4 separate regions of the Mus musculus genome follow, and all the other regions are linked to region 1. The links are chromatin contacts, called in public Hi-C, Micro-C and promoter capture Hi-C maps. All regions are on one chromosome and are shown on one strand. Each heading gives the region's core, a stretch centred on a gene start, on an enhancer-like site or on the middle of the called end of the contact. The rest is flanking DNA. Distances are from core to core; before and after follow the strand shown. Region 1 holds the start of Dcaf15 (DDB1 and CUL4 associated factor 15). Region 2 holds the start of 1700122E12Rik (a long non-coding RNA gene). Region 3 holds the start of Dand5 (DAN domain family member 5, BMP antagonist). Region 4 holds the start of Rnaseh2a (ribonuclease H2, large subunit).

Region 1 (6,210 bases), core at 3,247-5,746:
CTGGATCTCACTTTGTAAACCAGTCTGGCCTCGAACTCAGAAATCTGCCTGCCTCTGCCTCCCCAGTGCTGGGATTAAAGGCATGCGCCACCACTGCCCGGCCATAGTTTTATTCAGTTTCATATCCTTGACACCCTAGAAGTTTGATGTTCATATTTTTAATTAGGTTTAAAATTTTTATTATATATATAATATACATATGTGTAGCGGTAATGGGCTAAAACCGCTTTGTGCTCCCTGTGGGTCATACATCCAGTCACCCACCAGAGCCCTCTGGCCTTTGGGAGCTGAATTGAATTGAGACAGCTTTAGAACCAATCCCTAATACATATGTGTATGGGCACACGTTCCCTAAGATGGAGCATGTACGGAGCTCATACAGAGACCAGAAGACAACTTCTCGGAATCAGTTCATTCATTCTACTGAGTGTGATCTGGAGAGTAAACTCAGGTCGTCATGACTGACAGCAGGCACCTTCACTCATTGAGCCTACCTCTACTTGAGATGGGGTTTGGGTATGTTGAACAGGTTGGCCTTTGCCTATCCAGTGTTGGGAGTGTAAACCACTCCAGCCTTCTCTGAGCATGGGTTCTGAGGATGCAATCTCAGGTTTCATTTTCCCAAAGTAAGCACTCTCCTGATTGAGCTATCACCCCAGACATGGTTTGGGTTTTTTTATTTTGTTTTTTTGAGACAGGGTTTCTCTGTGTAGTCCTGGCTGTCCTGGAACTCACTTTGTAGACCAGGCTGGCCTCGAACTCAGAAATCCGCCTGCCTCTGTCTCCCAAGTGCTGGGATTAAAGGCGTGCACCACCACCCAGCATGGTTTGGGTTTTTAATGTTGTTTGTTTGTTTGTTTGTTTGTTTTTCCTCCTCCTCCTCTTCCTTCTCCTCCTCCTCCTCCTCCTCCTCCTCCTCCTCCTCCTCCTCCTCCTCCTCCTCCTCCTCCTCCTCTTCTTCTTCTTCTTCTTCTTCTTCTTCTTCTTCTTCTTCTTCTTCTTCTTCTTCTTCTTCTTCTTCTTCTTCTTCTTCTTCTTCTTCTTCTTCTTCTTCTTCTTCTTCTTTTGAGACAGAGTCTATCTCTGTAGCCCTGGCTGTTCTGGAACTCCATCTGCAGACCATCTGGCCTCACCTGCCTCTGCCTCCTAAGTGCTAGGATTAAGTTGTACTACCGTTGTCCCACTTGGTTTCTTTTTTAAAATAAAAACACTGAGTTATTTTTAATTACCTCTCTCTCTCTCTCTCTGTGTGTGTGTGTGTATGTGCTTGTGAGTGCAGGTGCCCACACAGGCCAGAAGAGGGCACTAGATTCCCCCCAATCCCTTTGACCTCCAGCTGAAGTTATGGGCAGTGGATACTGGGAATTGAACTTAGGACCTTCACAGAAACAGTAAATACTCTGAAGCACTGAGACCTCTCCTCAGTTCCTCTTAAATGCTGGGATTCCAGGCCTGTGCCACCATATCTAGCCTCTGCTCATTTTTCATCTATTGTCTTATATAGAATGTCCTTGAATAAGGGACAAATATTTGGTGTGTTCTCAGGGTTAGATTATAAAATTTAGGGATGATATCAGAGGGTACATTATTCTTAGAAACCATGTGTAGTAGCTTGTTTCTGTCATTCTAGCATTGGAGTGGCCAAGGCAGGAAGATCCAGAGTTGAAGGCCAGCCTTACACAGCAAGACCCTTTCTAAGGAAAATTAGATTAAGTTAAAGAAGGGGCCTGTATATGATGGTGGTTAGCTTTAATCCTAGCACTTGGGAGACAGGGGCCAGTGGATCTCTGTAAGTTCAAGTCAACCTGGTCTACATAGAAATTTCCAGAGCAGTAAGGCTACATAGTAAGATCTTCAAAATAAATAAATAAATAAATAAATAAATAAACAAACAAACAAATAAATAAAAGCAAGCAAGCTAAGGAGCACTTGTCATACAAGCCTAACAAGAGAACATAATTCTAGGAGTTGGCTGGGCGCGGTTGGCTGGGCGTGGTGGTGAGCATCTTTACTCCTAGCACTCAGGAGGCAGAGGCAGGCAGATCTTTGAGTTCGAGGCCAGCCTGGTCTACATGGTGAATTCCAGGACAGCCGGAGCTATGTAGAGAGAACCTGTTTCGAAAATAAAAGTAAAATAAAATAAATAAACAAAATAAAAGACCTAGGAATCCAAGACAGGAGAGACTCAATCATAAATGCTGCTTTCTGACTTCCAGAAGCATGCCATAATGTCCTTGCACGCACGCACACGCATGCACGCACGCACACGCATGCACACACACACACACACACACACACACACACACACACACACACACACACACACCAACAGTAACAGAAACTAAAAAGAAAGAAAAAAAACCAAAAAGGTGTTTTTCCTCAGACCTATTATGTGTCATGAGAGCAACATGGCCCACAGCTGACAGTCATACTTTGCTTTTTGGTTAAGGAGCTATCTGCCAGATCACTTCTACTGCCCTCCGTTTACTTTCTGTTTTGTTTGCTATTGATCGACTGATTGACACAGTCTCACTACATAACCCTGGTAGGCCTGGGACTCTCTATATAGACCAGGCTGGCCTAGAACTCACAGACCTTCTGCCCCTCCCTAGTACTGGAATTAAAGGTAGGCAGCACCACGCATGCCCAGCTCCCCTCATTCTATAAAGACACTAATTTAAGTGCCCATACCAGGGAGCAAGTAAGCCCCTCCTCCTAGAGGAAGGAGTGTCTGTAGTAGAAGTTCTGAAGATGAGGAGGGGCAGTAAAACAGGTTTCTCCTTAAAGTTTCCTTCCCCACTACAGCAGCCTTGGGTGGATCTTGCTTCTTAACAGAAATCACAAACTCCAGGCTCAGTGAAAGACTCAGGAGGCAGTGGTTTCCTCTGAGTTTGAGGCCAGCCTGGTCTACATAGCAAGCTCCAGGTCAGCCAAGGCTATACAGTGAGGCCCTAAGAAACCAAAACCAAAACCAAAACCAAAACCAAAACCAACCAACCAACCAAACAAACAACTCATCCCTAAATTAAGGTGGAGAGTGAGAAGACCATTTTTGACCTCTTGTCTTTTCATACACTTTCATGGGCAAAATCTCATCTGTACACTGTGCGCGCGCACACACATACACACAAACACACACACACACACACACACACACACACACACACACACACACACACACACTGCCTCCTTGCTCTTCCTTTCCCTCCTGCTCTGGGTCCACTAGTCTATGATTCAGCTGAGGCTGGGTCTGCACATGCATGGTCATATTTTCTCCTCATGCTGGGGGGAGGGGGGCTGCTAGTGAGCCCTCCAGTCTTTGCATAAAGAAGAGATCACCTAGTAAGTCTCTCAGCAGTGTCCCCATCACTAATCCATACATCATGGCAGGTTAGTCTTGAACCTCTCCAGAAACCTTTGTCTTTGCTGGAATATTCCTCCTCCCCCGCTTCACAAAGCTACTTTGCATCCAACTGCCTTTCTACCCATACCTGGAATTCAAGGACAGGTACTCATTTCCTTGTTTATGACCTGTCCTGTTAGCTGGGTTCTCAATAAACCGAATGTGGCTGTAAAAAGAGCAGCCAGCAGTCTGGGTACACAAGTGCCATGTCTTCAGGGGAGTTCACTTTATGCCTGTTCCACGTGTAAAATAAAGGACCATTGCAGAGATTGAGTGAATGTAGGCAAAACTGGTGCATGAAGCTGTCATGTCCCGTAATATTTATTACCATTATTAATTAGTATGATAGGCTTAACAGGCCTTCCACAGGAGGTGCAAACTCAGAACCACGCCTGACCCATGGAAATTAATTTTTTTAAAAACAGCATGATATCTGTCTGATGCTATCATCGTCATCGTCGTCCGGAAGATGCTTTGTTTTGTTTCTTTGTTTGTTTTTCTGAGACAAGAGTCTCTCTGTGTAGCCCTGGCTATCCTAGAACTCACTCAGGCTGGCCTCAAACTCAAAGAGATCCACTTGCCTCTGCCTCGTAAGTGCTGGAAAGGCGTGAACCATCACGCCCGGCCTGGAAGATGTTTTAAAACGAGCCATTTTTTTCCCCACCGCCTTTTCCTGGTCTCCTCCCTAGCTGCCCAGGGATGCTCCTCAGGCCTCGGCCCTCCCAGCCTGAGCCAGAGCCAGGGCTGGAGATTCTGGCCCTTATGGACCACAGGTTCCCATAGCCCCGCCCACAGGCCGCTGGACGGCCAGTGGTTTCCACGGAAACCCACTCAGGGGCGTGACAATGTCAAGCCTGACAGAAATCTTCGCCTATTCAGTTGAAGTTTTTTGGCCGAGGAGCGCCAAAGTGGTTTCTGAGTGGTTTATCTTTAATGAAGGGCGGGAATAAGGCGGGAGCTGTTACCATCTTTACCAACCAAAAACCAAGATAGCTTTGATGGACAAGCGTAGCGGGAAGCGACAAGGAATGCCGGCTGTCACCCAACCGGCCGGCCGCAGTAAGGAGAAAAGGCCAATCAGAAAGTGCCAGGGGCGGGGCTAAGGGACCGGTTGCTCCGGAAGTGGAGGGAGGGGGTGAAAATGGCGCCCAGCTCGAAATCGGAGCGGAACAGCGGGGCCGGGAGCGCCGGCGGAGGCCCTGGGGGGACCGGGGGGAAGCGGGCGGTGGGGCGGCGGCGGGAACACGTTCTCAAGCAGCTGGAGCGAGTCAAGGTGAGGCCTGGCGTCTGAGGCGAGCGCGCCCGGTTGTGAGGAGGAGGGGACGCGGGAGGCGGCGGAGGGAGGGCGGCGCGGCGAGGTGGGGGGCGGGGCCGGGAGGGGGCTGGGCGGGCCGGGCGGTGGGGATGGGGATGGGTTTGGCGGTGTGGAGGCTGGTGCTGAGGCGCGGGCTGGGCTGGCGAAGGTTGGTGACTTGTGTGCAGCCAGTGAGGCGGGTCACCTGCAGGGGGCCTTGAATGAAGGCTGCTAGGCGAGATCAGTGAAGAAGGAAGGGGCTTGGGTGGCGGAGGCCGGGGAGAATCATGGAGGAAAGACCGGGGATGGAGGCTGATGGGCGGGTTACTGTAGAAGCTGTCCGAGGAATCTGGAGGAAGGGGAGACCTTGGTTTAGACCGATTTTTCAAAGCACTGCCCCTTGTTGGAGCTACCCCCCCAAACCCCTGAAGAGCCCCTGCTACCGACAATGGGCAGCCTCTGTTGGATGCTCCCTGTCTGTCCAAGCTCTGACCATCTCTATATCTAGTGCTTGTACCTAGGTCTGCCTCACTCATTGAATGGAGGAATGTTTCCAGAGTAGGGCCAGGTCTTCTCAAAGTGGAAGCCACTTAGGGCTCTGTCTCCCTTGTCAGAGGACACCTGAAAGGACAGGGATGTGAATAATGTTAGGTGGGCAGCTGTGGAGCAAGATTGTCTATGTGCACAGGAAGTTGGGAACTGGGTAAGGGCGAACTGTGCTTTTTCCTGGTGCTCCCTAAGCAAGGCTGTGGCTCTGCCCTTAGCCTAGACACTCCCTGGGCAAGGGTTATATCCTCTCAGGAAGGCTTGTCTGACAAAGCCATTCCCTTCATGGGTCGAGATGAACTAGGGGCAAGGTGCCAGGCCTTCTTTCCCACTAGATGGCTATCTTTTGAAGGCGGGCCAGAATAGCTCCCCAGTGGTCAGCTTTATGCCTGTTTCCTCAGATCCTTCCTTGGTGATGTTTTAGGGTGTGACAGTTGATTGGCAGTTAATTAAGAAAGGGGTTTTCTTAATAATGGATTGGAGCATTGGGAATACTGGGAGCTTTTGGTTCGGAGGCTCTATAGGTATAGGCTCTTGCCACCAAACCTAATAATGTGTGAGATCCCCAGGAGCCACGCAGTGAGAGGACATAGAGACTCCTGCAAGCTGTCCTCGCCTCTACTGTGAGTTGTAGTCTGCACAGTAACTACATTATCAAGAGAGAGATGGGTCCCCTTGTGGGCTAATTGGGAGCAGGCAGATAAATGCATGGCCCCACATCCTAGTCTCATGCGTCAGTTTTCAGGAAGGAGTCAGTTGTCCCAGTGAGGGATCCTTCCACAGGGAGACGTAGGGCTAGGGCTGGGAGGACTCTGGATCCAAACGGGGCTACGGCTGGGATGTAACCTGGGTCCTTGGTGGGGGTGGGGTGCTTTGTAAGGTCACTTGGCTTTGGTGTCTCCATCTGCCCCAGCAGTGGGCCTGGGGAAGCCTCGGCCTCTGGGAAGGAGGCTGGGAGGCTGCTTGG
Region 2 (5,619 bases), core at 686-3,185, 740 kb before region 1:
GATTTTCTTAATTAAAAAAAGAAAAAGAAAAAGAAAAAGAAAAAAAAAGTGAGGGGTTGGAGAGATGGCTCAGTGGTTAAGATCATAGACTGCTCTCCCGAAGATCCTGAGTTCAAATCCCAGCAACCACATGGTGGCTCACAACTATCTGTAATGGGATCCAATGCCCTCTTCTGGTGTGTCTGAAGACAGCTACAGTGTACTTACATATAATAAATAAATAAATCTTTAAAAAAAAAGAAAAGAGAATATAGTGTTTGTGTGCATGTACCTGCATTACACATCACAACATAGTGTGGAGGTCAGAGGACACCGGCTCTCACCGTCCACCTTATCTGACACAGGGTCTCTCTTCTTTTCTCCTGCTGCATTGCAAGCAAGCTGGTCAAGTGTGATTCTCATGTTCCTGCCTGCTATCCTGCTGAAGTATACTGCGTTTACAGTTGTGCATTACCACATTCAGGGTTTGTTTTTTTTTTAAAGCTTTTAATTTTTATTTTATTTGTATAGATGTTTTGCCTGCACGTATGTCTCTGTACTATTTACACATCTGGTGCCCACAGAATAGGGCTTCAGACCCTCTGAAACTCAAATTACCTGGTTTTGATCCTTCATGTGTGTGTGCTGGGAATAGGACTGGGGTCATTCAGAAGAGCAGCCAGTGCTCCAAACCAATCTCTCCTGTCCTTTATTTCATTGTGTTAAAGCAGTGTATCATTTAACCCAGGCTGGCCTCAAACTCACTATGCAGCTGAGAACTGAACTTTTGACCCCTGCTTCACTCACCGTCTTGGGTACTAGGACAAAGCAGAAGGCATCAAGCATATGTGTCAGTGGCACAGGACTGGAGGGAGGGTCAGGTCAGTCACAGGTCTGTCAAGATCATGTTGAACTTGGGTGTCCTCCAGTGGGACCTTCACCAGCAATGCTGAGTTCTGTACACTGCCTGGGGGACAGGGTGGAGACCCAGCTTCTTGACCTCAAGTGTCATTGCTTGACTGAGTTCCTCTCACTGCAAAGGAAGCACGCCATTTTTGTAAGGATTCCTTCTGCGCAGTTCATAGTCTTGTTTCAGGGTTCCCAATTCCTCAGTTTGGAAACACCTCCCATCCCCCATCCCCTACAGGTACTGTTCTTCCTCCTCCAGGCAGCAGGCAGAGTCACATGATTTGAGTCAGAGGACTCCAGATCCAAGGGTCCTGCTTATCTCACTAGAACTATCACCATAGCCATCTGTGTCCTTTTTCCTCCTCAAACGGCACCCCTTGCCTTCTGCCGTTTATTGCAAAAGCCAAGTCGTTTGTGGGAGACCACAAGAAGTGACTCCTTTCATTCTCCAGCTTAAGAGAAAGAGAAAAAAAAAAAAAACAAAAATCAAAAAACCCCTACTTCTCACCCAAGAAAACACGCTTACACTCACACCCCTGAGACTTCTGTGTTTCCTGCTCTTGAACCGTGGACAGCCCTAAAAGGTTTAAAAGCATTTCTGTCAAGATAGCTCAGGGTCACCCCTGTTGGCTTCTGACATTTCAGGGAGGCGAAATGACTTGTATCATGTCACACAGGCTGCAGGGAACTACGGGACGAGAGGAGAAAGCTGGTACGTTCTCTATGGCCTGAACAACTGTGGAACCAGAATGCAGCGAAACCTCAGGATCCTGGCTGGCCCTTGACCTTATCCTGAATAGGAAACGCTCGCCATCGGTGGGCGTTCCCTAGGTGCAGGACAGACGGAACGTGAAAGTTGCAAATAATCCTTACTTCTTCCCTCTGACCAGAGAGGATGGGAAAGGGCCGAAGCTAAGGACCCGTCTCGGTCCCGCACCGCACGGTTAACACCTGGTACCGCTCGCGCGGATTCTTTAAACGACTCCTAGCGAGCCAGAGACTCTCAGCAGCAAGGGCGGGGTTGGGCTGAGGTTCAGTCACGTGACCGTGCCTGAGTGGGCTAGCGGCCCCCACCCCACCAGGGGGCGTCCCCCACAACGCGTGGTCGACCCTCATTGGCCCATAGTGCGACCAATAGAAATCAGCCATCTGGGATCCCAGCGTTCCGAGCCACAGCCTAACTTGCTGAGCCAACTGGGAAGCAATGGAAAGGGACAGCTGTAGGTCTAAACCAGTCAAAAGGACCGAGGGGCGGGCTCAGCGGCTGTGTCAGGTTCGGGTGAGAGGTAGGTGAATATAAATTGAAGCGGCGGTGGCCGCGTCCGTCAATACCGCAGAGCCGCTGCCTGAAGATCGTCTTAAAAGGCCTGTGTGCCGCCGCCCCCTCGGCCCGCCATGCTCCTTTCGGTGCCGCTCCTGCTTGGCCTCCTCGGCCTGGCCGCCGCAGACCCTGCCATCTATTTCAAAGAGCAGTTCTTGGACGGAGGTAAGGTCTGGGCCCGTCTCGAGGCCGCTTAGCGACTGCTGGGCCCCGAGACCTCGGCTGCCTCGTCGTGTGTAATGTAATTACCGTTCAGAGGGCCAACACTGTGGCCCCAGAGGGACTAGGGCCGCGGGCGGTTCCATGTGTGCGTCCTTGTGGGACTAGGAAGGCTCAGCCGTTTCCCGCCCCCAGAGTTAGGATTCGTCCAAGGACCTGAAGCCCATCGAGATGTCAAGTTTGAGGTTGGGATGGGAATCCCCTTCCCCACCCCCACCTGCTTGTAGCTCCTGACAGACGTTGGTTATGGGGGCGGGGGTCGGACGGCCCCGCTAATCTGACTCTATGCCCTTCCCTTTCAGATGCCTGGACCAACCGCTGGGTCGAATCCAAACATAAGTCCGATTTTGGCAAATTTGTCCTCAGTTCTGGCAAATTTTACGGGGACCTGGAGAAGGATAAAGGTACAAGGGAGTGGGTGCAGGACAACTTCCTGGAGGAAGCTGTAGTCAGCACATACATCTTGTTGGGGCTTTTCCCAGGAACACGGGAGCCAAGGACAGGTGGAGGAAGGAAGGGAGGTCAGCCGTGCCCCTCTAGGTCTAGGGTATTCCGGGTTCACCTGATGACAGTCCCATTTCATCACAGGGCTGCAGACAAGCCAAGATGCCCGATTTTACGCACTGTCCGCCAAATTCGAACCCTTCAGCAATAAGGGCCAGACACTGGTGGTACAGTTCACGGTGAAGCATGAGCAGAATATCGACTGTGGGGGCGGCTACGTGAAGCTGTTTCCGAGTGGTTTGGACCAGAAGGACATGCATGGAGACTCAGAATATAACATCATGTTTGGTGAGGGGCCCCCAGCCAGTGCTGACCTCTGCCGGTTGGACAGTGGGTGCAGACTGAAACCCTTTGTAACCAGAATGCTGATCTTCATACCATGGAAAGCACTTGAATGATGAAAATTTTTGTCCTGAAGGACAACTTTATTAGTTGGTGTACAATATTACTTGAAGACTTATATTGTTCATTTGTATGATATTTTCTACGTGTTAATAATTTTAGAAATGATGCTAATGACAGGGTCTAAAAATCAGTGAAAAATCTGAGCATGTGCATATTTCTTCTGTACTCAAGTATGAAAGGGTGTGCTAGTGTGAAGGTCAGAGGGCAACTTTGGAAATCTCTTTTGTCATCTGGGTTCTAGGATCAAATTTGGATTGTCAGGCTTAGTGGCAAGTACCTAATTTACCACTGAGCCATTTGCTGGCCCCAGAATGGTAATCGTTTCAGATTTGTAGTCTTTTATGCCTTTAATGGATGCATTGAAGTCAGATGTATAACTGTTCCTGAACAGTTAGGACTTTGTATAGAGAACCTGTCTCAAAAAAACAAACAAACCCCAACCAAAACAGGTTTTTATTTCTGGATAGCGATGGCTGTGTATATGTGTAATTCCAGCATTCAGACCACTGAAGTAGATCAGAACTTTAAAGGCAGCTTCAGTTAAATGTAACAGTCTCCTCTGTCAAAAATAAAATAAGAGCTGGAGATAGAATTCAGTGGTTTCAGAGAACACAAGCTCAGTTCCCAGCACTCACACAGTGTCCTGTGACTCCCGTGCCCACTTCAGACCTCTGCAGGCTCCTGTGTATGCATGGTATATAGTCACAAATAGATGAGGTTAGGTCTCCCTTTCTCAAAGGATAGAGCCTGCCATCAGCCTGCATATGCTTCCTACATAGGTCCGGACATCTGCGGTCCTGGCACCAAGAAGGTTCATGTCATCTTTAACTACAAGGGCAAGAATGTGCTGATCAACAAGGATATCCGGTGTAAGGTGTGCCTGGGGTAGTCATTTAAATGGCTGTCATGGGAGGTCCCGGCAGCCTGGTGGGAGGGACTGCTCACCTCCTTCCCTCTTCAGGATGATGAATTCACACACCTATACACACTGATTGTGCGGCCAGACAACACCTATGAGGTGAAAATTGACAACAGCCAGGTGGAGTCAGGCTCCTTGGAGGATGATTGGGACTTTCTGCCACCCAAGAAGATAAAGGACCCTGATGCTGCCAAGCCGGAAGACTGGGATGAACGAGCCAAGATCGATGACCCCACAGATTCCAAGCCTGAGGTTAGTGTTGGGAGGGTAGCTCCACCTCTGTCATAGAATGGAGGACATCTGGGTCCACTTTGACCTCCACGTGTACTCCTAGGACTGGGACAAGCCAGAGCACATCCCTGACCCTGATGCTAAGAAGCCTGAGGACTGGGATGAAGAGATGGATGGAGAGTGGGAACCACCAGTGATTCAAAATCCTGAATACAAGGTAGGCTTGGGTGTTTGGGTGTGGCTCCCTGGTGGGATGTTTCCTTGGGTGCTATGATTAATGTTGCACTGCAGAAACAAACCAAGATAGGCCTTGGGGTCCTAGTCGGGGTTGTTGGCTGTACTGTGGGATGTGTCTGCCTCTCTATTCATCTGGTTTTCTTCTACAGGGCGAGTGGAAACCACGTCAAATTGACAACCCAGATTACAAGGGTACCTGGATACACCCAGAAATTGACAACCCTGAATACTCCCCCGATGCAAATATCTATGCCTATGATAGTTTTGCTGTACTGGGCCTAGATCTCTGGCAGGTGAGACATAGGAAAGACAAGGGTTCCTGGCAGACCTCAAGTCAGGATCATACTGGTTTATCTGGAGGGAAGAACAGGCAGAGGCACCAACCCTAAGGTGTTCTGAAATGGTCCGCCTAATGAGGCATTTCCTGTTTTATCTCCTTTTTCTTACTCAAGAAAGATGGTTTATTGTTAAAGCATTTTTATGTGTATGGTTATATAGAGGTCAGAGGAAAACTTATCAGAGAAGTTGGTTCTCTTCACTATGTGAGTCCTTGGAATCAACTCTGGTCATTAAAAAAATCTTGGCAACCAAGTGCCTTCATTTGCTGAGCTATCTCTGCCTCCACTGAGCACTTTTCTCTTTTCTGCAGGGCTACTTGGCATGTGCTAAGTCTTTTGCCAAAGTGCCCCTGCAAAATCACCTGGGATTACCCAGTTACAGCTCTGCTCACTGCCCACCCTGGCTACATAACCAAATAAGATTTTAAGAAACATTGGTACCGAGTTTTTGTTGTTGATGTTTTGTGTCTAGGCCAGTTCTTGGCATGAGTTGGAAAAAGAGAGCCCCAGAATGCCTGTTTTATAGAGAAAGTAGTGTGGAAAGTGAAGCCAGTAGT
Region 3 (5,705 bases), core at 1,459-3,958, 720 kb before region 1:
GCTGAGAGGTGTCTGCAACCACGATCAGCAAATGCGCGGTTTTTAATGGAAAAGAAAAGAAAAAAAAAGCTCCTTTGAATTTTTCCCACAGTCAAATGCGAGGAAGTAATCAAATAGATGGAACCCACCTCACTGATCTGTTGGATAGTAATTCTGCCAGTGTTGCACAGGACAGAAATAAAGCTGGGCTGCAGAGATAGCTCACTGGTTCTTCCAGAGTTCAGTCCCCGGCTCCCACGTAGAAAGTCTCATGAGCCGGGCGTGGTGGCACACGCCTTTAATCCCAGCACTCAGGAGGCAGAGGCAGGCAGATTTCTGAGTTCGAGGCCAGCCTGGTTTACAGAGTGAGTTCCAGGACAGCCAGGGCTACACAGAGAAACCCTGTCTCGGAAAACCAAAAAAAAAAAAAAAAGAAAGAAAGAAAGAAAGTCTCATGAGCACATGTACCTTCAGCCTGGGGGTACAGGGACCTTCTCTGGCCTTCGAGATAAACTGTATCCATGTGGCAGACACACTTGCAACATAATAAAAGTGAATCCTCAAGGATTGCTTTAGACCTTGAAGCTCAGTCTTTGGTTGTTGTTTGGTTGGCTGCTTACCGTAAATGTCAGCCTCGTACCACAGAGTACTGAAAGCTTCAAATGCATGTCCATAAACATGCTTTTCTGGGAAATTCAAATATTTTTTATTTATTTTTATGTTCTTGAGACAAGGTTTCGCTGCTTATCCCTGGCTGCCCTGGAGCCAGGCTGGCCTTGAACTCAGAGAGATCTACCTGTCTCTGCCTCCCAAGTGCTGGCCAGCTTGTAAAAGTCAAATATGCAGCTATGTCTACATAAAGAGACCCTGTCTTTTTTTTTTTTATTTTTAAAAAGATTTATTATTTTATATATGTAAGTACACTGTCACTGTCTTCAGACACACCAGAAGAGGACACTGGATCCCATTACAGCTGTTTGTGATGGTTGTGAGGAGACCCTGTCTTAAAAAACTAAAACTTAAATATATATGTGTATATATGTGTGTGTGTGTGTGTGTGTGTGTGTGTGTGTGTGTATATCGCAGAAACCTAATGTGCCAGGTATGTTTAAACACTTGCATTAGATAGCCTCACTTGGTTACCAAGTCCTCAGATTGGAGTTGGTTGAATCCTTGAAATCACTATTTGTGGGTACAGAAGGCTCTCTGTGTGGCTGCAAGGTATTGTGGGACTCTGCCTGAGAAGTTTGGAAATTTCTGTGAAACTCTGGCTAGAGTGAGAAACAGGGGCAAGGATGGGTAGGCGAGGTTGAGAAAATGATGGAGAGATCCCCGTGCAGGATTTGGTGGGATTTGGAAAGGTCTTTAGCCTGCTCCAGAAGGGAGATGGGCACCTTGGAGGGATGTAAGCCAAGGGCCTTGACCTGACTGAAGTGCTCTCAGGTGTCTCCTGGCAGCCACGTGGAGCAAAGGAGAAAGTGGGAGGTGAGGTGAGTGCGCTCATCCAAAAAGAAGTGAGGTGGAAGTGAGAAGTGGGGGATTCTGGCAGAGAAAACGTCAAGGCCGCTGCAATGCTTGGGCTGCAGCCTTTGTCGGTATAGGACTGGAGTTGGCTGGAGGTTCTTCAGAAAGGATGTTTGAGGAACAGCAGGCTGGAAGCTAGTGTCCCAGGGTGTAGCGGCCGCTAGATGGCGAGCGCGCCGCGGGAAGGACCCAGGCAGCAGCTTCTCACGCTCCTGCCGCCATGCCTTGCTCCTCCTCACCTGGGTGTGAGATGCACCGACAAGGGCCGTGTCCGACCCCCACAGGCGCCTTGAGAACCCAAAGTCTGGGATGCAATCTCACGTCTTCTGTGTACTTCCCACCACTCTGTTCCCATCGCTTGTATCAGCATCTCAGGTCTCTGCAAAAGTGTCACCTTCTTGGGGGTGGGGGTGGGGGGGGGTCTTCCCTGACGGCCCAGGTATCAGAAACCGGTACCTTGATCCCTCTGAAATTCATTTCATCCTATTGTTTTATTTTTCCTTTGGAACAAGATCGCTCTTTAGCCAAGGCTGCCCTTAAACTCTGGATCCTCCTGCCGGTGCTTTTTATGTGCTGGGATGACAGATATGGGAGTTGTGGCCCATACCTGCAGTCTCTGTACTCAGGAGACTGAAGTGGATGAAGCTCAAGATAATGGCCAATCTGAGCTACATAATACAGAGGTCTTGTCTCCACCCCACCCAGTAATACAGTAGTAGCAGTCAGGTTAATTCATTGTCGTTTGGGTACAGGAGTGCTGCAGAGCTGTTTATAATTCATAAAGGTTTCTTCCTCAGAACAGGGGGAAAAAGTTATGGGTTCATGAGACAAATGAGCATGAGTATGTGTGTTTCAGGTCTCTCTGAGTCCTCAACACAACCTCTGAGGTTGTATCTGATGCTGTTGCCAGTATCCTGTTACAGAGAAGGGATGAAGCCCAAGGTGGTTAATGACCTTGCATGAAGGTGCACAGCCAAGAAACTTCAGGGCAGCACCGAAGGGTGTGATGTCACTAAGTGGATGAATAGGGGTCTGAGGGTTCAAAAGACCCCTTAGCTGCTGTCCCCTGGGCCTGCCTACCTTGATTCTCATGGTCCCCATGGAGCAGGCTCAGCCCCCCCAGGGACTCTCAGCAGGCTGGGAGGAGCTGTGGGATTGGCCAGGTCAGCTTCCCTTCCTTCCCTGCTGTGAGCTCCCAGAAAACAACTCTCAAGCTGCTCTCCAGGGAACAGTGATAAAAAGCAGACCTCTGAGGGCCCGCACTCCACACACTAGACAGCAGGGCCCACTGCGAAGGACCCTGAGCCCATTTTAAGACAAACAGACAAACGACTGCACAGCCAAGTGATGTTCCGTAGCCAGTTCACCACGCTGCTGGGTCTGTTCAGTGGGGCCTGGCTACCCACAGGCTCAGGGAGGCCTGGGGCCCCAGCGACCCCTGTTCAGTCCGGGACTGCTATCAATCAGAGCTGGACTCTGGATCCCCTGGTGCCCATCTCTGCCCTGGGTAGCTGGGAGGCCTTCCTGGGCCTGCAGAACAAACAGCAGGGGACAGGTGAGCTGCAGGGAGGAGGGCAGAGAGTAGCTGCTGGTGTGCCTTTGCCCTTGGCTCCTCAAGAAGTGCTTCAGGAGACTTGTAAAGCTCTGTCCTTTGTTCAGGTGAGTCTGTAGTGGTGGTGGTTGTGTCCATGGTGGTGGTGGTGGTGTCATCTTTGGTAATGATGGGGTCTGTGGTGGTAGCAGTAGTGGGGGGCACTCTCAGCAGTGTTCAGAGCACAGGTCCTATGGCCAGGCAGATTTGCAATTAAGTCTCAAGTCCTGAAGCTAAGTGCCTATAAACTTTAGGTTTCTTCCTTATCAAACAGGGCAAGTGGTTTTCCACTTCTGCCACTGTGGTTGCCTTTGTTTTCATTTCTCAAGTCTGATTTTTTTCTTTGTTGTTTTTTTTTGTTTGTTTTTGTTTGTTTTGTTTTTGAGACAGGAATTCCTGCAGCCCACCCTGACTTCTATGTAACTAAAGTGCTCTCAGGGCTGAAACTATGTAGCTAAAAAGGATTTTAAGATTCCACTTCTCGCACATGCCTTTAATCCCAGCACTCCTCTGCATACACACATACTCATGTGCCCACAGATATGTGCCATTACCTAGCAGTGGTGGCACATGCTTTTAATCCAAGCACTTGGGAGGCAGAGGCAGGCGGATTTCTGAGTTCAAGGCCAGCCTGGTCTACAAAGTGAGTTTCAGGACAGCCAGGGCTACAGAGAAACCCTGTCTCGAAAAACCAAAAATAAATAAATAAATAATTCCACTTCTCTTAGCCTGGTCCACCGAGTGAGTTCCAGGGCAGCCAGGGTGGCACAGAGAATCTTTGTCTGGAAAACCAACACAAACAAAGGAAGACAGCAACGACAGAAGATCCCACCCCTGACCTCACCTTCTGTGTGCAGCCGCACCTGGTTTACAGAACCTAGGGCTTCATGCGTGTGAGGCAAGCTCTTCCCACTGAGCCCCATCTCCAGCCACTGGCTATTTTAGCAGCCAGGAAGAGGCTGTTGACAAATCCATGTCCCTTGCTGCTCTCCAAACGACCAGGACTCTAAAGTTACTCTCCCGGTTCTAAGAGCCCACAAGGGTCTACATTCTTTGACCTCCCTGATTTGGGCTCCTCCCACTCATCCCTTCACTCCTGGCGGATGACAGACTTTCTTGTGTGCTGTGTGTATATGTTTAGACAGAGCTTTGCTCTGGAGCCTGCATTTGTACTGGGTATCACAGACTGCCCTCTAACCCAGTGATCCTTCTGTTGGGATCATAGGTGTGAGTCACCACACCCATCTTGGAGCAGAGGTATCTGTCTGTCTGTCTGTCTGTTTATTGTTACTGCTGTTATAGCTAAAGTCTTATGTAGCTTGTGGCTGGCTGTAAACGTCATATCTTCTTGCCTTTGCCTCCTGAATGCTGGGATTACAGGTATGAGCCAGCAGAGCAGTTTATGTGGTGTTGATGGTGGAACCCAGAACCTCAAGTATGCTAGACAAGTACCCTACATCCTGAGCTACAACCCCATTTCAGGGCAGAGGCTATCTGGTTGGTTGGTTGTTTTCTTTCTAATATTCCTGTCCCAAGACCTACAACAGGGACAGGCATACAGTGGACATATAGTGTTTGTTGAATGAATGAATGAATGAATGAATGAATGAATGAATGACTAATAGCAGATGCTTCTCACCGGCTATAGGGCAGCCTGAACAAGAAACAATTTCATATCTGCGATCAGTTAGTGTTTCGAAAGGGCTTTGGGAATTCTTATTTTGTGCTGAGTTCAATCCTGGCTTATTGTGTCTGTAGCTAGCCTTCTCTAGCCCATAAAACATAGGTAATAACATGGGTTCATGCAGAGTGCTTTTAGCCATGCTCAGTAGGGCATCCATTCCCAAAAATCCCTGGCTTGGTATTTGGCTATTAAACCTGGGAATTTGGGCTGGTGAGATGGCTCAGTGGGTTAGAGCACCCGACTGCTCTTCCGAAGGTCCAGAGTTCAAATCCCAGCAACCACATGGTGGCTCACAACCATCCGTAACAAGATCTGACTCCCTCTTCTGGAGTGTCTGAAGACAGCTACAGTGTACTTACATATAATAAATAAATAAATCTTTAAAAAAAAAAAAAAAACCTGGGAATTTAGGAGGCCAGGATTGACCTATCTGGTTCCAAGTCTTTTTTTTTTTTTTCCTTTCAAGATAGGTCTCAGCAAACAGTTCAAACTGGCCTGGAACTTGTGAGCCCCAGCCTCTGAGTTCTGGGGTTACACACATCACTGTGCCCACTCCATTCTTCTTCTGCTACCTTCCAATGACTGACCTAGTAGAATGCAACTTGGCTTGGAGTCTAGCTCACTGCTGAGCCCGCGCTGCACCAGCCCCAGATGGCACAAGACACTCTAGGTTAGCGGACTTCCTGCAGCTATGTAGTCTCAGGCAGCTCCGAGCCTCAGTCTCCTTACTTGGAAATAGGGACATATTAGTCCTGGCTTCATCATCACGGGGAGTCAGAACATCAGGTCTGGGCTTATCAGGGGCCAGCGTTGGGGGCAGGGATGGTTTCCTTCTTTAATTCCAGTGCTCAGAGTGGAACCCAGGACCATGGGCATGTAAAATGTGCCATGTGGGAGGCTGAGGCAAAAGAATAAGGAATTCAAGGC
Region 4 (5,922 bases), core at 1,509-4,008, 860 kb before region 1:
GACTGTGAGACAGTGAAAAGGGAACAGCAAAAGGCCTAAGGGAAGAATAGGGAAAGGGGATGCCATTTGGCAAAGATCTGCTGAGGAAGGGTGTGGGGCACCAGCCTTTGTGAGTTCATCTACATGAGGAAGTATCAGTGAAGAATTCTGATGAAGGGTTGGGATTGCATTTGGTACTCAGTTGGTGGAGCACTGGCCCAGCATGTCCGAAGTTTTGATCCTTCCCCAGCGCTGCATAATCCACTGTACCCGTACACACCTACAATCCTAGCATTTGGGAGGAGTAGGGACCTGAAATTCAAAGACATCTTTGGCTACCCAAGGACTTGGAGGCCAGCTTGGGGTACATGAGGCTCTGTTGTTTTGTTTTGTTTTTAAGGAAGGAAGGAAAGAAAGGAAAGGAAAGGAAAGGAAAGGAAAGGAAAGGAAAGGAAAGGAAAGGAAAGGAAAGGGTCTTGTAAAACTGTAGGTCAGTGGCTCTTTAGCACTACCTTAAAAAATATATATATATCGCTTCTCCTGAGCATAAAAATTACTTTGTTGCTACAAGTTAGCTCAGCACCAGGGGGTTTAAGTGCATTTATTATGTCAATTATATCATTTAACTTAACATCTGTCAGCCTTGTTAGTCAGGTGGCACTGGGCCTGCTGGGTAGGCCCATGATTAAGTCCCTGAAGACAAGAGTCAACTTTGGATGGATGTCGGGTATGAAGGACAGGGAGTGAATACTCCCAACTGAGCTGGCTGGCGGAGATTAGAGGTGTCAGTTTGCAACTGTAGGCAGCTTACTGCTGTCTTTCTGAAAGGGTGGTTTGCTCTTCCTAAGTCACTGCACAGAGGCAGCAAAGTCTTAAAAATACCAGTTGTTACTATTAGGTTCCTTATCTTTGTCCCTCCCTGGACAAATCCTTTGTATGGTGGTTCACTCCCCAATTGGGTTTTCATGTCCACCCTCCATCTCCAGTACTGGAAGACTCAGTCCTAGGCCCGTGGGGAAAGTGGCATTGTTTCTGCAGCCTGGGCAGACAGGAACGCAGCCGTCAGGTGTTGGGCACGGCACCAGTCCCTGTGTTCATGGACCGAGAGAAGCTGGTACAGATGAGGCCGTGCCGGCAACAGGATTGCTCATCTTGCAGCCTGAAGGACTGCAACTAGAGGCCCTGAGCAGAGGTGAGCAACAGACGGGACATGGCAATGCTAGTCAGAACTGGCTGGCAGATCTAGGGCAGGGACTTAACATGAGGGCGCGGTCCTTTAATCCCAGCACTTGGGAGGCAGAGACAGGCAGATCTCTGGGTTCGAGGCCAGCTTGATCTACAGAATGAGTCCCAGAGTTCCAGGACGGCCAAGGATTCACAGATAAACCCTGTCTTGAAAAATAAAAACAAACAGCAGGAAGAGAAGGAACTGAGGTGGTGGCTGGTTTGAGGTGAGTACTAGGGCCCAAAGTCTGAAGCTTCAGGTTGGCTGGGGAGCAGGCACCTGACTTCAGACACAGGAGCTTTTCCGACAGCCATGGGACAAAGCAGGAAACGCTGGAAGGAGAAAGCCCTGTTGGAGGTTCAGGCCTGTGACTCAGGCACTCCTGAGGCAGGAGAATCAAGAATTCAAGATCAACCCAGGCGATATTTAATAATATTTAAGGCTATGTTTAATTTAATATTTTAGGCTATTTAATGCTACATGAGACCCTGTCTTAAAAAACAAAACAACCCCCCCCCAAAAAAAAAACTTGGTGGCAAGCAGAAGCATGTGATAGAGGAATGATGGGCGTGTGTCTCATTGACCAAGAAGACAATAGAGTGTGCTCGGAGTGGCTAAGGAGTCCGGGAGATGGGAGCTTCCTAAAATAAGGGATAGCAGAAGAGAGGAGGGATGGGGGAAGGGAGGGAAGATACCTGCCTGATGGGTGCAGAGCCTAAACAGGAAGCAGCTGGGGCCCGGCATCTCCCACAGTGGTACAGAAGGCTTTCTTTCAGAAAGATGATAAGGGACAGGTCCTAGAGGCAGCAGTGTCCTGGAGAGCCATTAACTTCAGGAAATGTGAGTCAGAAGGCCTCAGCCTTGTGGAATCTGGGACACTCAGTACTAGGAGCGGAGGTTCTGTGCAGCGTGGTGGGGAGGGAAGGTGGGTGTAGCTCTGTGAGTTCAAGGCCAATTTATGTAGCAAATTCTGGGTCAGCTAGAGAGACACAGTGAGACTCTCCCCCCACTGCCCCCACCCCCCAAACAAATAGAGAGACAGAGACAGATAGCCATTACAAACATGAATGGAGGTAGTAGGAGACCGGGACCCGGTGAGACCAGTGTTCCGCCTGTGCAATGATATTTGATCTTGTAAACCTCCAAAAAATATCAGTTGAGTGAGGGTTGGTAATTCCAGCATAGGAAATGGAGGTAGGAGGATTATGGATAGAAAGTCATCCCAGGCTACATAGTGACTTCAAGGTTGACCAGCCGGGCTTTATTAGTTGTCTCGAAAGAAACAAACCAAACAATCTGCTTAACTACATCTTAATTTCCTCGTTATTTCTCTCTGTACCAGTCACTGAGGGCCAGGCTCCAGCAGCAACGGGGCGGAGCTTGCAAAGTGACCCTGCCCACCCTCCATTACAAACCACGCCCTTGGAGATAGTCCTCAAAGACTACAATTCCCAGGAGAGAAGAGCAGACCAGCGGCGACAGCAGCGCGTGCGTAAACGACCACGCCGGAGGGCGCATCGAGGGCGGATCCTGCGAGCCGATTGGTCAGCATCAAGAGCCACTGCAGTTTTCGCGGAAAACGCGCGCTGGGACCTGCGCTTGCAGTGTTGTTTTCTACAATTGTTGGCTGTCGCAGAGGCAGCATGGATCTCAGCGAGCTGGAGAGGGACAATACGGGTCGTTGTCGTCTGAGTTCTCCTGTACCTGCTGTGTGTCTCAAGGAGCCGTGCGTTCTGGGCGTGGATGAAGCGGGCCGAGGCCCTGTGCTTGGTGCGCTTCCAGGGCCGCGGGCTGGGAGGCGCGTGGGTGAAAGGGGTGCAGTTTTCAGGGAAACCGGAGTGAGGATCATGCTGGGCCTTGGGATCCGGAAGCGATAGTGGGATGGCCTTGGGCCGTGGTGATGATGGCGCAAGGTGGCTTTTACGTACTGTACTCTCTGGTGGGAACCCTGCTCTCAGAACTCTTGACTTGTCCTCTTCCTACCAAGGTCCCATGGTCTACGCCATCTGTTACTGCCCCCTGTCTCGCTTGGCAGATCTGGAGGCCCTGAAAGTGGCAGGTGAGCCTGTGCAGAATGTCTGCACTCTGGGTTCCTGGGTATGTGCAGGGGGGCAGGAGAGATACAGAGGGGAAAGCGGAATCGGGAAACAACCACTTGTCCCCTTTTCTTTTAACTTTCTTCCCAGACTCTAAGACCTTGACAGAGAACGAGCGGGAGAGGCTCTTTGCGAAAATGGAGGAGGATGGAGACTTTGTGGGTTGGGCTTTGGACGTCCTGTCTCCAAACCTGATCTCTACCAGCATGCTTGGGCGGTGAGGCGTCCCTTCATGAGTGGGGGGAAGAGCAACCAACACAGGCAGGCTGCGTCCTGCCTTTGCAATGGTGTGGACTAAACTCTGTCCTTTACCAGAGTCAAGTACAACCTCAACTCCCTGTCACACGATACAGCTGCGGGGCTGATACAGTACGCACTGGACCAGAATGTGAATGTCACTCAGGTGAGCTGTTGGGTTACAGCCCTTTGGTCACCTTCTGATAAAAGGGACTTTAAAAAGTTGAAGTTGGGTCTGTATTAGTGATAGATTGTTAGTCTAGCATGCATGAAGTCCTGCTTCCATCCCAGCACTGCATAAAGTCAGAGTCGTAACACTTAGGAAATGGAGGCAGGAACATGAAGAGTTTATGGCCACCCTTGGATAAAAAGTGAGTTGAGGGCTGGTGAGATGGCTCAGTGGGTAAGAGCACCCGACTGCTCTTCCGAAGGTCCAGAGTTCAAATCCCAGCAACCACATGGTGGCTCACAACCATCCGTAATGAGATCTGACTCCCTCTTCTGGTGTGTCTGAAGACAGTACTTACATATAATAAATAAATAAATCTTTAAAAAAAAAAAAAAAGTGAGTTGAATGTCAGCCCAGGCTACCTCCAGCCTGAACCCTGTTTTTTTTTTGGATCCGTAGCATCCAAAGGTAAAGCCAGGCAAAGCAACAGAAACCTGTCACCTCAGTGCTAGGAGTGAGGGGACAGGAAGATCATGGGTCTGGATAGCTGACCAGTCCACCAGCTGAATTGTTGGGTTCCAGGGTTAGTGCAAGACCTTGTCTCCAAAAAAAAAAAAAGTGGGTCTAGAAAGATGAGAGCTTTGGTCTGCTTGCCTGTCTCTGTGTCTCTGTCTCTGTCTGTCTGTCTTTCTTTCTTTCTTTCTTTCTTTCTTTCTTTCTTTCTTTTCTTGCTCCAGAGCACCTGGGTTGGATTCGCAGCATCCACTGGGTGACTCAGAACAGCCTTACCTCCTGTTCTAGGACATCCTATTGCCTCTTCTGGTCTCCTCAAGTAATACACCCGTACACACAAGTAATACGCCCATACACACACAAGTAATATACCCGTATACACAAGTAAAAGATTTATTTATTATGTATACAGCATTCTGCCTGCGTGTATGACTGCAGACCAGAAGAGGGCATCAGATCTCATTACTGATGGTTGTGAGCCACCATGTGGTTACTGGAAATTGAACTCAGAACCTTAACCTCTGAGCCATCTCTCCAGTCCTTAAAATTCTATATGTTTATATATGGGTATTTTGCTTGCATGTGTGTCTATGCACCACATGAGTTCCTGGTGCCCACAGAAGCTAGAAAAAGGTGTGGGATCCCCTGGAACTGGAGTTATAGACAGTTATGAGCCATGATATGGGTGCTGGGAACTGAATCTGGGTCCTCTAGAAGAGTGCTCTTAACCTCAGCCATTTCTCTAGCCCTGTTAAAGTTAAAAAAAAATTTTTTTTTAATCAGTTGGAATGGCCTAGCTTGGTAGCACATACATTTTTTTTCTTTCTTTCTCTCTTTCTTTCTTTCTTTCTTTTTCTTTCTTCCTTCCTTTCTTTCTTTCCTCTCTTTCTCTCTCTCTCTCTTTCTTTTTCTTTTTTTTTTTTTTTTTTTTTTTTTTGGTTTTTCGAGAGACAGGGTTTCTCTGTGTAGCCCTGGCTGTCCTGGAACTCACTTTGTAGACCAGGCTGGCCTTGAACTCAGAAATTCGCCTGCCTCTGCCTCCCAAGTGCTGGGATTAAAGGCATGTGCCACCACCACCCAGCTTCTTTTTTCTTTCTGTGTATGCGTGCTCTATTTGTATGTATGTCTATTTGCCAGAAGAGAACATTGGATCCCATTACAGATGGTTGTGAGCCACCATGTGGTTGCTGAGAATTGAACTCAGGATCTCTGGAAGAGCAGCCAGTGCTCTTAACCACTGAGCCATCTCTCAAGTCCTGATAACTCATACCTTTAATCCCAGTTTCTTGTTAATAGTTTAATTTTATTTTTGACACAGGCCGTATTATCTCTGGCTGGCTATAGAGAGCCACCTACCTCTGCTTCCAAAGTCCTGGAACTGAAGGTGGGCGCCACCACCCTGGCTTTTAAACAGGTTACTATAGCCTGCCTGGCTTTAGGGTGACTCTTTAAGAGTAACTGAGAATCATGCGTATCCCAGGCCACACACATACACAAGGTAGATGGACTCGAGATGAGGGTCAACAGGAGAGCCTGTGCCTAGCATGCTGGAGGACCTGAGTTTACTCTCCAGCATCCAGGCAGTTCAGTGGATGAGAACATCTGGCAGTCCGAGTTCGGTCTACATGACTTCCACAGCCTGGCACGTGTGTGCACGTGTTCGCATACACCGCAAAAGTCAGATTTCCTTCAAGAAAAACGTT

What was found. Hi-C and Micro-C count contacts between places; a contact is called where the count stands out from the background. Capture Hi-C pulls out chosen DNA fragments and counts their contacts.
Region 2: a contact with region 1 is called in a promoter capture Hi-C map of liver. The contact joins the promoter of 1700122E12Rik here to the promoter of Dcaf15 in region 1. A contact is called at or near these places in 11 of 39 promoter capture datasets (the 3T3-L1 cell line, the HPC-7 cell line, cranial neural crest and 6 more), 5 of 115 datasets of contacts at active chromatin or transcription factors (astrocytes, bone marrow-derived macrophages, embryonic limb bud and 2 more) and 2 of 9 other capture datasets (adipose tissue and liver).
Region 3: a Micro-C map of palatal mesenchyme shows a contact between it and region 1, with 2.0 times the contacts expected there. The contact joins the promoter of Dand5 here to the promoter of Dcaf15 in region 1.
Region 4: a Hi-C map of muscle stem cells shows a contact between it and region 1, with 4 times the contacts expected there. The contact joins the promoter of Rnaseh2a here to the promoter of Dcaf15 in region 1. A contact is called at or near these places in 1 of 484 Hi-C or Micro-C datasets (muscle stem cells), 1 of 115 datasets of contacts at active chromatin or transcription factors (bone marrow-derived macrophages) and 2 of 9 other capture datasets (adipose tissue and pancreatic islet).

Annotation. Positions count from the first base shown.
Region 1 is chr8:84,103,083-84,109,292 of GRCm38.p6, reverse strand. Dcaf15 (DDB1 and CUL4 associated factor 15) reads left to right here and starts at 4,496. Exons shown (of 13, transcript NM_001357322.1): 1 at 4,496-4,676. The coding sequence starts at 4,545.
Region 2 is chr8:84,843,463-84,849,081 of GRCm38.p6, reverse strand. 1700122E12Rik (a long non-coding RNA gene) reads right to left here and starts at 1,935. Exons shown (of 3, transcript XR_106144.5): 1 at 1,762-1,935; 2 at 787-1,012. It overlaps Calr (calreticulin), which reads left to right and starts at 2,151. Exons shown (of 9, transcript NM_007591.3): 1 at 2,151-2,374; 2 at 2,731-2,832; 3 at 3,017-3,220; 4 at 4,117-4,211; 5 at 4,299-4,508; 6 at 4,591-4,704; 7 at 4,874-5,017. The coding sequence starts at 2,284.
Region 3 is chr8:84,819,826-84,825,530 of GRCm38.p6, reverse strand. It overlaps Dand5 (DAN domain family member 5, BMP antagonist), which reads left to right and starts at 2,708. Exons shown (of 2, transcript NM_201227.3): 1 at 2,708-3,162. The coding sequence starts at 2,851.
Region 4 is chr8:84,962,912-84,968,833 of GRCm38.p6, reverse strand. It overlaps Rnaseh2a (ribonuclease H2, large subunit), which reads left to right and starts at 2,758. Exons shown (of 8, transcript NM_027187.4): 1 at 2,758-2,974; 2 at 3,192-3,263; 3 at 3,391-3,517; 4 at 3,616-3,703. The coding sequence starts at 2,848.